Regions from separate parts of the Mus musculus genome. Here region 1 is linked to region 2. Evidence: chromatin contacts called from public promoter capture Hi-C data. All regions are on one chromosome and are shown on one strand. The core of a region is the stretch at or near the end of the contact, and the rest is flanking DNA. Distances in the headings are between cores, read along the strand shown.

The links. Capture Hi-C pulls out chosen DNA fragments and counts their contacts.
Region 1: a promoter capture Hi-C map of adipose tissue shows a contact between it and region 2. The contact joins two enhancer-like sites. A contact is called at or near these places in 2 of 9 other capture datasets (adipose tissue and liver).

Annotation. Positions count from the first base shown.
Region 1 is chr16:90,299,206-90,302,352 of GRCm38.p6, forward strand. No RefSeq gene overlaps it. Among named protein-coding and RNA genes, the nearest start is that of Scaf4, 16 kb to the left of the region's middle. Within about 2 kb of position 1,891, at least 45 of the 459 cell types and tissues checked have an H3K27ac peak or open chromatin away from gene starts, as enhancers often do. A contact at or near this core is called in adipose tissue, where this site is marked.
Region 2 is chr16:89,978,738-89,981,990 of GRCm38.p6, forward strand. It overlaps a transcript of Tiam1 not described here. Among named protein-coding and RNA genes, the nearest start is that of Tiam1, 20 kb to the left of the region's middle. Within about 2 kb of position 1,909, at least 18 of the 459 cell types and tissues checked have an H3K27ac peak or open chromatin away from gene starts, as enhancers often do. A contact at or near this core is called in adipose tissue, where this site is marked.

The DNA of each region.
Region 1 (3,147 bases), core at 641-3,140, 320 kb after region 2:
GACTTATAATACAGATCCTGAAACAAAGAGTAGTAATAGGCTGTACATGGTCAATTATGCTAATTTTACTAATTATTTTTTATTGATTTAACCAATTTACACGATTATTACCTCATTCATTTGATGAGTGTCAGGTTCTTGTTTTGTTTTTGTCAGCTCCACACAAGCTAGAGTCATTTTGGAAGGGGGAACTGGATGAAGAGAGAGAGAGAGAGAGAGAGAGAGAGAGAGAGAGAGGAAAAGGAAAGGAAAGGACATGCCTGTTTCTAGGTATTGCAGAGGTGAAAGTTTATTATAGAGATGTGGGAGAGCTTAGCCAGGGACAGACACATCTGGGAGAACCCAGAGAGGTCATGACCCTGAACTATGTAGGGGGAACATGAGAGGAAGGGAGAGAGGAGAACCAAGTGTGGCAGCCAGGAGGCCCAAGATACAAAACAGGGGCAGGTAACCAAAATGTCTGATTTACAGAGGGAAGAGCCTGGGGGATGGGCAGCTTAACCCCTGGTCTGGAGAGTTGGGGTAGAGGGGAGCATAAGTCAGCCAGACTCTGTGATAGGTAGGAACTGAAGGATGCTGGGAGAACCTGGAGCCCAGGTCTGCTTTGATATGTTAAATAGGCACCTCAGCTATTAGCCTAGGATTTGAAACTTAACAGAAACCTCCATTGAGAAAAATACCTCTATCAGATTAGCTTGTATGCAAGTCTGGGGTCCATTCTATGTAGTAATGATTTTGGGAGAGGCCCCAGCCCACTGTTGGGGGTACAACTCCTGGGAAGGTGGCCCTGAGTTGCATAAGAATGCAGGTTGTGGGGGGGAGTGGCTGGAGAGATGGCTCAGTGGTTAAGAGCACCGACTGCTTTTCCAGAGGTCCTGAGTGCAATTCCCAGCAACCACATGGTGGCTCATGACCATCTGTAATGGGATCTGATGCCCTCTTCAGGTGTGTCTGAAGAGATCAATGGTGTACTCATATACATACAATAAATATATATATTTTTTCCTCTTTTTTTAAAGATTTATTTATTTATTATATGTAAGTACACTGTAGCTGCCCTCAGACACTCCAGAAGAGGGAGTCAGATCTGAGCCACCATGTGGTTGCTGGGATTTGAACTCCTGACCTTCGGAAGAGCAGTTGGGTGCTCTTACCCACTGAGCCATCTCACCAGCCCAATATATATATTTTTAAGACAGGGTTTCTCTGTGTAGCCCTGGCTGTCCTGGAACTCACTCTGTAGACCAGGCTGGCCTCAAACTCAGAAATCAGCCTGCCTTTGCCTCCCGAGTGCTGGGATTAAAGGCGTGCACCACCACGCCCAGCTTCCATGCCCGAATTGAATAAATAAATCTTAAAAAAAAATGCAGGCTGAGCAGACCACGGGGAGCAAGCCAGTAAGCAGCGCCCCTCCTAGGCCTCTGCCTCAGTTCTTTGCCTCCACAGTCCTACCTTGAATGAAGTGTGACCCTTTTCTCCCTAACTTGCTTTTGGCCACAGTGCTACTGTGGTTCTCATAGCAATAGACTGCAAACAAGACCACTCCAGCAGCGCCATTGGACAGCCAGGGTTATACAGAGAAACCCTGTCTCGAAAAAAAAAAAAAAAAGAAAAGAAAAGAAAAGAAAAGAAAAGGAAAGGAAAAAGAGTGGAGATATGGGTGAAGCAGTTTCTAGGCTGGTCACAGGACTTTTGTGAAGCTGCCACAGAAGAATAACTGTGGCTTTGCAAATGACTGCTCCCTTCCATTATCCGTCGTCTCACGGAGAAGTCTGTATTAGAACTGAGAGTTGCCAAATCTGAGTAGAAGACTTTTTTGACAAGCACCTGCTGAAATTTTCATGCTCTCAGTCACACGACAGACCTTCCTATTTCAAGCGTTCAACTTTCTCTTTGGCTTCAGTGCAGCAACTTTGACCAAGTTTCTGTTCCTCAAATCAGTTTCGTAATCTGAATCAAGTAGGAATGTTTCTTTTTTTTTTTCTTCTCACTCCGGCCCAAAGATTTATTTATTATACGTATATACACTGTAGCTGTCTTCAGACATACCAGAAGACAGCATTAGATCCCGTCACGGATGGTTGCGAGCCACCATGTGGTTGCTGGGATTTGAACTCAGGACCTCTGGAAGAGCAGTCAGTGCTCTTAACCACTGAGCCATCTTTCCAGCACACTCCCTCCCCCCTTTATAAAGATTTGTTTATTGTATTTCTTTTCCTTCTTCTTCTTCTTCTTCTTCTTCTTCTTCTTCTTCTTCTTCTTCTTCTTCTTCTTCTTCTGTTGTTGTTGTTGTTGTTGTTGTGAGACAGAGTTTCTCTGTATAGCCCTGGCTGTCCTGGAACTCACTTTGTAGACCAGGCTGGCCTTTGAACTCAGAAATTCGCCTGCCTCTGCCTCCCAAGTGCTGGGATTAAAGGCGTGCGCCACCACGCACCGGCTTATTTATTGTATTTCTATAAGTTCACTATAACTGTCTTCAGACACACCAGAAGAGGGCATCAGATCCTATTACAGATGGTTGTGAGCCACTATGTGGTTGTTGGGAATTGAACTCAGGACCTCTGGAAGAGCAGTCAGTACTCTAAGCCACTGAGCCATCTCTCCAGCTCTGCTCCCTATTGTGTGGCTTTATGTGAATCTTTGCTTACTGCCGGCAGGTTGAAAGAGACCTTGGTTGATTGCCACGAGCTCTGAGGTGGAGCCTTACCCTGGTGCTCAGCAGCTGTGGGACCTTGCGTGAGCCACTTCACCTTCTCCTTCTCAGACCTTCGAGTGTGCAGAGTGATCCAGTAGAACTCTCGTGGGGATTCCCTTCGTGGATGTCGTACAGATGACTGTAAAAGGCTGGGCTGTTGCCCACGGGTGGAGTGTATGCTTACCGTGTGTCCGGTCTGTTCCACGGTGTCTTGCTGAGGATGAGAACCACCCCTTGGTCCCGTGTATCCGTGCTGTGTACACTACCAAGTCATCAGTGAGCAGCTATCTCAGTTACCATAACAACCATCTAAGGTTCCCAGTGCCTCCATTCAAGTAACTCCTGTTTTACTTTAGTAGCAGCCCCTACATGCAAGAATAGTGGCCCTGGGCCGGGTGTGTGGTGGCACACGCCTTTAATCCCAGCACTCAGGAGGCAGAGGCAGATGGATT
Region 2 (3,253 bases), core at 659-3,158:
TCACACCTGAACCCAGACAGTTATCTATGGCTTTAAAAAAAAAAAAAAAAAGAATCGGAGGCAAACAAAAGACACATGTGCACAGTCACAGGCTCACTTAAAATTCACGATCGGAAACCACTAATGTCAAGTGTGTCTTTAAAAGTCATTAGCAGTCACCTGGAAATCTCCAGTTTCTTAACCTGCACACTGATCAAGTTTACATGTTCTCTTTCTACCCAAATCTCCAGGCGTTTTTTCTCATTTCTTCTGTCCGCAGACAACCTTTTATCTAATTCTTGGAGAAACTCAGAGTGACTTCCACAAACTTGAAAGGCTACATAGCCCCCAGCAAGGCTCTGTCTGCATCTACACACTCCCAACTTCTTGTACACATAGGTAGCAATCATATCTAGAGCCAGACTCACCAACTGAGACTCCTTCCCACCCCACCCAGACTCAATCAGTACTCCACACATCGTTCTCAGTGTGCTCAAATTATAAATACACAAATCGCTCTGTTCTTGCTTTCTCATCCAAAAAGTCTTGGGGTTGCTTGTTGGGTTAGTCAGGGTTCTCTAGAGTCACAGAACTTATGGAATGTCTCTATAGATTAAGGGGAATTAATGGAATGACTTATAGGCTGCAGTCCAGTTAACACAACAATGGGCAGCTATGAATGGAAGTCCAAGAATCTAGTAGTTGCTCAGTCCCACAAGGCTAGGTGTTTCAGCCGATCTTCTGTATAAACTGGAATCCTGAAGAAGTGGGTTCCAACAGATGTGCTGGCACATAAGTGCAACCAGACAAGGAAGAAATGCTTCCTTTTTCCATTGTCCTTATGTAGGCCTCCAGCAGAAGATACGGCCCAACTTAAAGGTGTGTACCACCAGGCCTGAATTTGGAACTTGCTCTGTCCCAGGCTGACCTTGAACCCAAAGATCTGCTTGCCTCTGCCTCCAGGGATTAAAGGTGTGTACAACCTTGCCTGGGCCTAAGCTTTTCTTGGCTGCTATGCCTCAAGCTCTGGATCACAGGCGTCCCTCCATCTATAGACTATACTTCATTCCAGAAGCAGTCAAGTGGACAACCAGGAATAGACCTCACACTCATTGTCAACTGGGCCCTATTCTTTTCCCTTTCTCTTGACTCCAAGGCATCTAGACTGCCGTCCACTGCCATGTTCCTCTCCGACCTACAAAGTGGCAAACCTAATGCTTCTTCCTCTCCATCTTCGCCATGGTTGACGCAACCTTATGCACTTACAATGCTATGATTTCTGCCCTTGCCAGCCGCCATGATCCTTCGATCCCGCCAGTTGCTTCTGCTGACTCCTCTTCTCCGTATTGGACAGTTCTGGAGCCTCAAGAAGACAAAGATTGCCTTTTCAGTCTGCACTCAGTGTTTCGGGATGGGATACGCACTGACCCAGATCCTATTTCAGGGAAGGACTTGCTCTCTCAGGGAAGGACTATGAATAGTGGGCACCCCATGGTGACTGAATCAGGAGGGGTAGAGGCATCCAGAGATCAACTATGACAGGTGCTCTTAGCTCACTGACAGGTGGCCCTATAGAACAGTGTGATGTCTCTGCCCAAGCATGCATCCTCTCCCCACCCATTCTAAAAGGCTGATTCTCCTGAGAACGATCTTCCTCCTAAATGTCACCATCTTACTGTCCTCGGAGATCCCAGCCTGCCTCATGACTATCAAATACCAAGACTTCCTGGTATCTCTCCACAGGCGTCGGGACACTGCCTCTCCCTGCATGAGACCATGTTCAGATACCCAAGTGTGAGCTAATCCTTCCTTCCAGGCAACCTTCCCAGCCCAGCAAGGGGAACTCAACCCTCCCAGTGGCTCAGGCTGAACTGCAGCGAGGAGCGGTTTGCACATCTCTTTCGCAACCCACATCAAATTAGTCAGAAAATTCTATTGCACCCTCTTCAAAGAAAGGAGCAAATCTGAATCTCTTTTCTCCGTACTTTGCAGTCAGCAGAACCTGGCCAGGACGCTCTCTACAGAATTATACAAAAGCTTCTTCATGGGGGTGGGGGTGGGAGCTGTCTCCCTTTCTTTTCTGCTCTCTGCAGCCCACTCTACTTGGATCTCTAAAACCATGGGTTGGATCCATGGTTCCTCTGCTCAGGGGTAAGAGCCTCAGCAGGCCCTGTAGAGCTGGACACCATCACTGCTTCTCTGCCTATGTCTCCTGTCCCTCCCATTCTTGTTCTTGCCAAGGAAGCCACACTTGCCCCACTTGATGCGACTGAACTTTCTGGACACTTTCTTTCTCAAACATGCCTGCCTGCTTTACGTCTTCATCAAGCAGTCCCCAAATTTCTTCCTCTTCCCCTCAGAATAGCCCATCCACCCAGAGAAGCTACTCTGTCACGTTGTCAGGAACACCCACCACCTCTTTATAGCCTAGGTCATTCGGTTATTAATATAAAATGAAGAAATAACCAACAGTGGGTACTAATCAGTAGCGAACAGGTTTTTATTGTTTAGAAGCAATCTACAGAGATGAGAATCTCTGTATTTCCAATGACCAAGAACCTAGATTGATGTCAGTGTCTGGCGTGTCATGGAGCCTAAAGATAAAAAGACTTGTTGAAGCCAGGTAATAGTGGCTCATGCCTTTAATCCCAGTACTTGGGAGGCAGAGGCAGGAGGATTTCTGAGTTCAAGGCTAGCCTGGTCTACAGAGTTATTTCCAGGACAGCAAAGGCTACACAGAGAAACCCTGTCTTGAAAAAACAAAACCAAAAAAAAAAAAAAAAAAAACTTGTTGAGGGAACAAAGTATGTCTCATTTTCACATCACTGATAAAATAGAATAAGGCACAGAAGTGGGGAGAGGGGTGAAAGAGAGAGAGAGAGAAGCTAAGGACAGGGTGACAGCACGGTCCTGTAACCCCAGCAGTAAGGAGGCATCGGTAGGAGGAGCCAACGTTTATGTTCATATAGGTTTCTAGCATGAGGCCAACTCCGCGAACATGGAACAAAGAGGTTTATCACAGAGTGGGGAAAAAAAAAGTGGGTGGCTGAAATAGGCTAGATATGGTCCCAAATGCAGCAACCGCCAGACTCGAAGTCCTACAACCTCATAGAATACAGCCGCAAATGCTCTGAGTGTTACAGCAGAGTCAGAAAAGGCAGGGACAGAGGGGAAAATTACACGATGCCCTCCAGACAGGAGGTTAGCTAAAAATCCAAGTTCCCAACACGAGCAAGAAGCAGCAGGAGACGATGAACCAAGGTCTAAATGAACC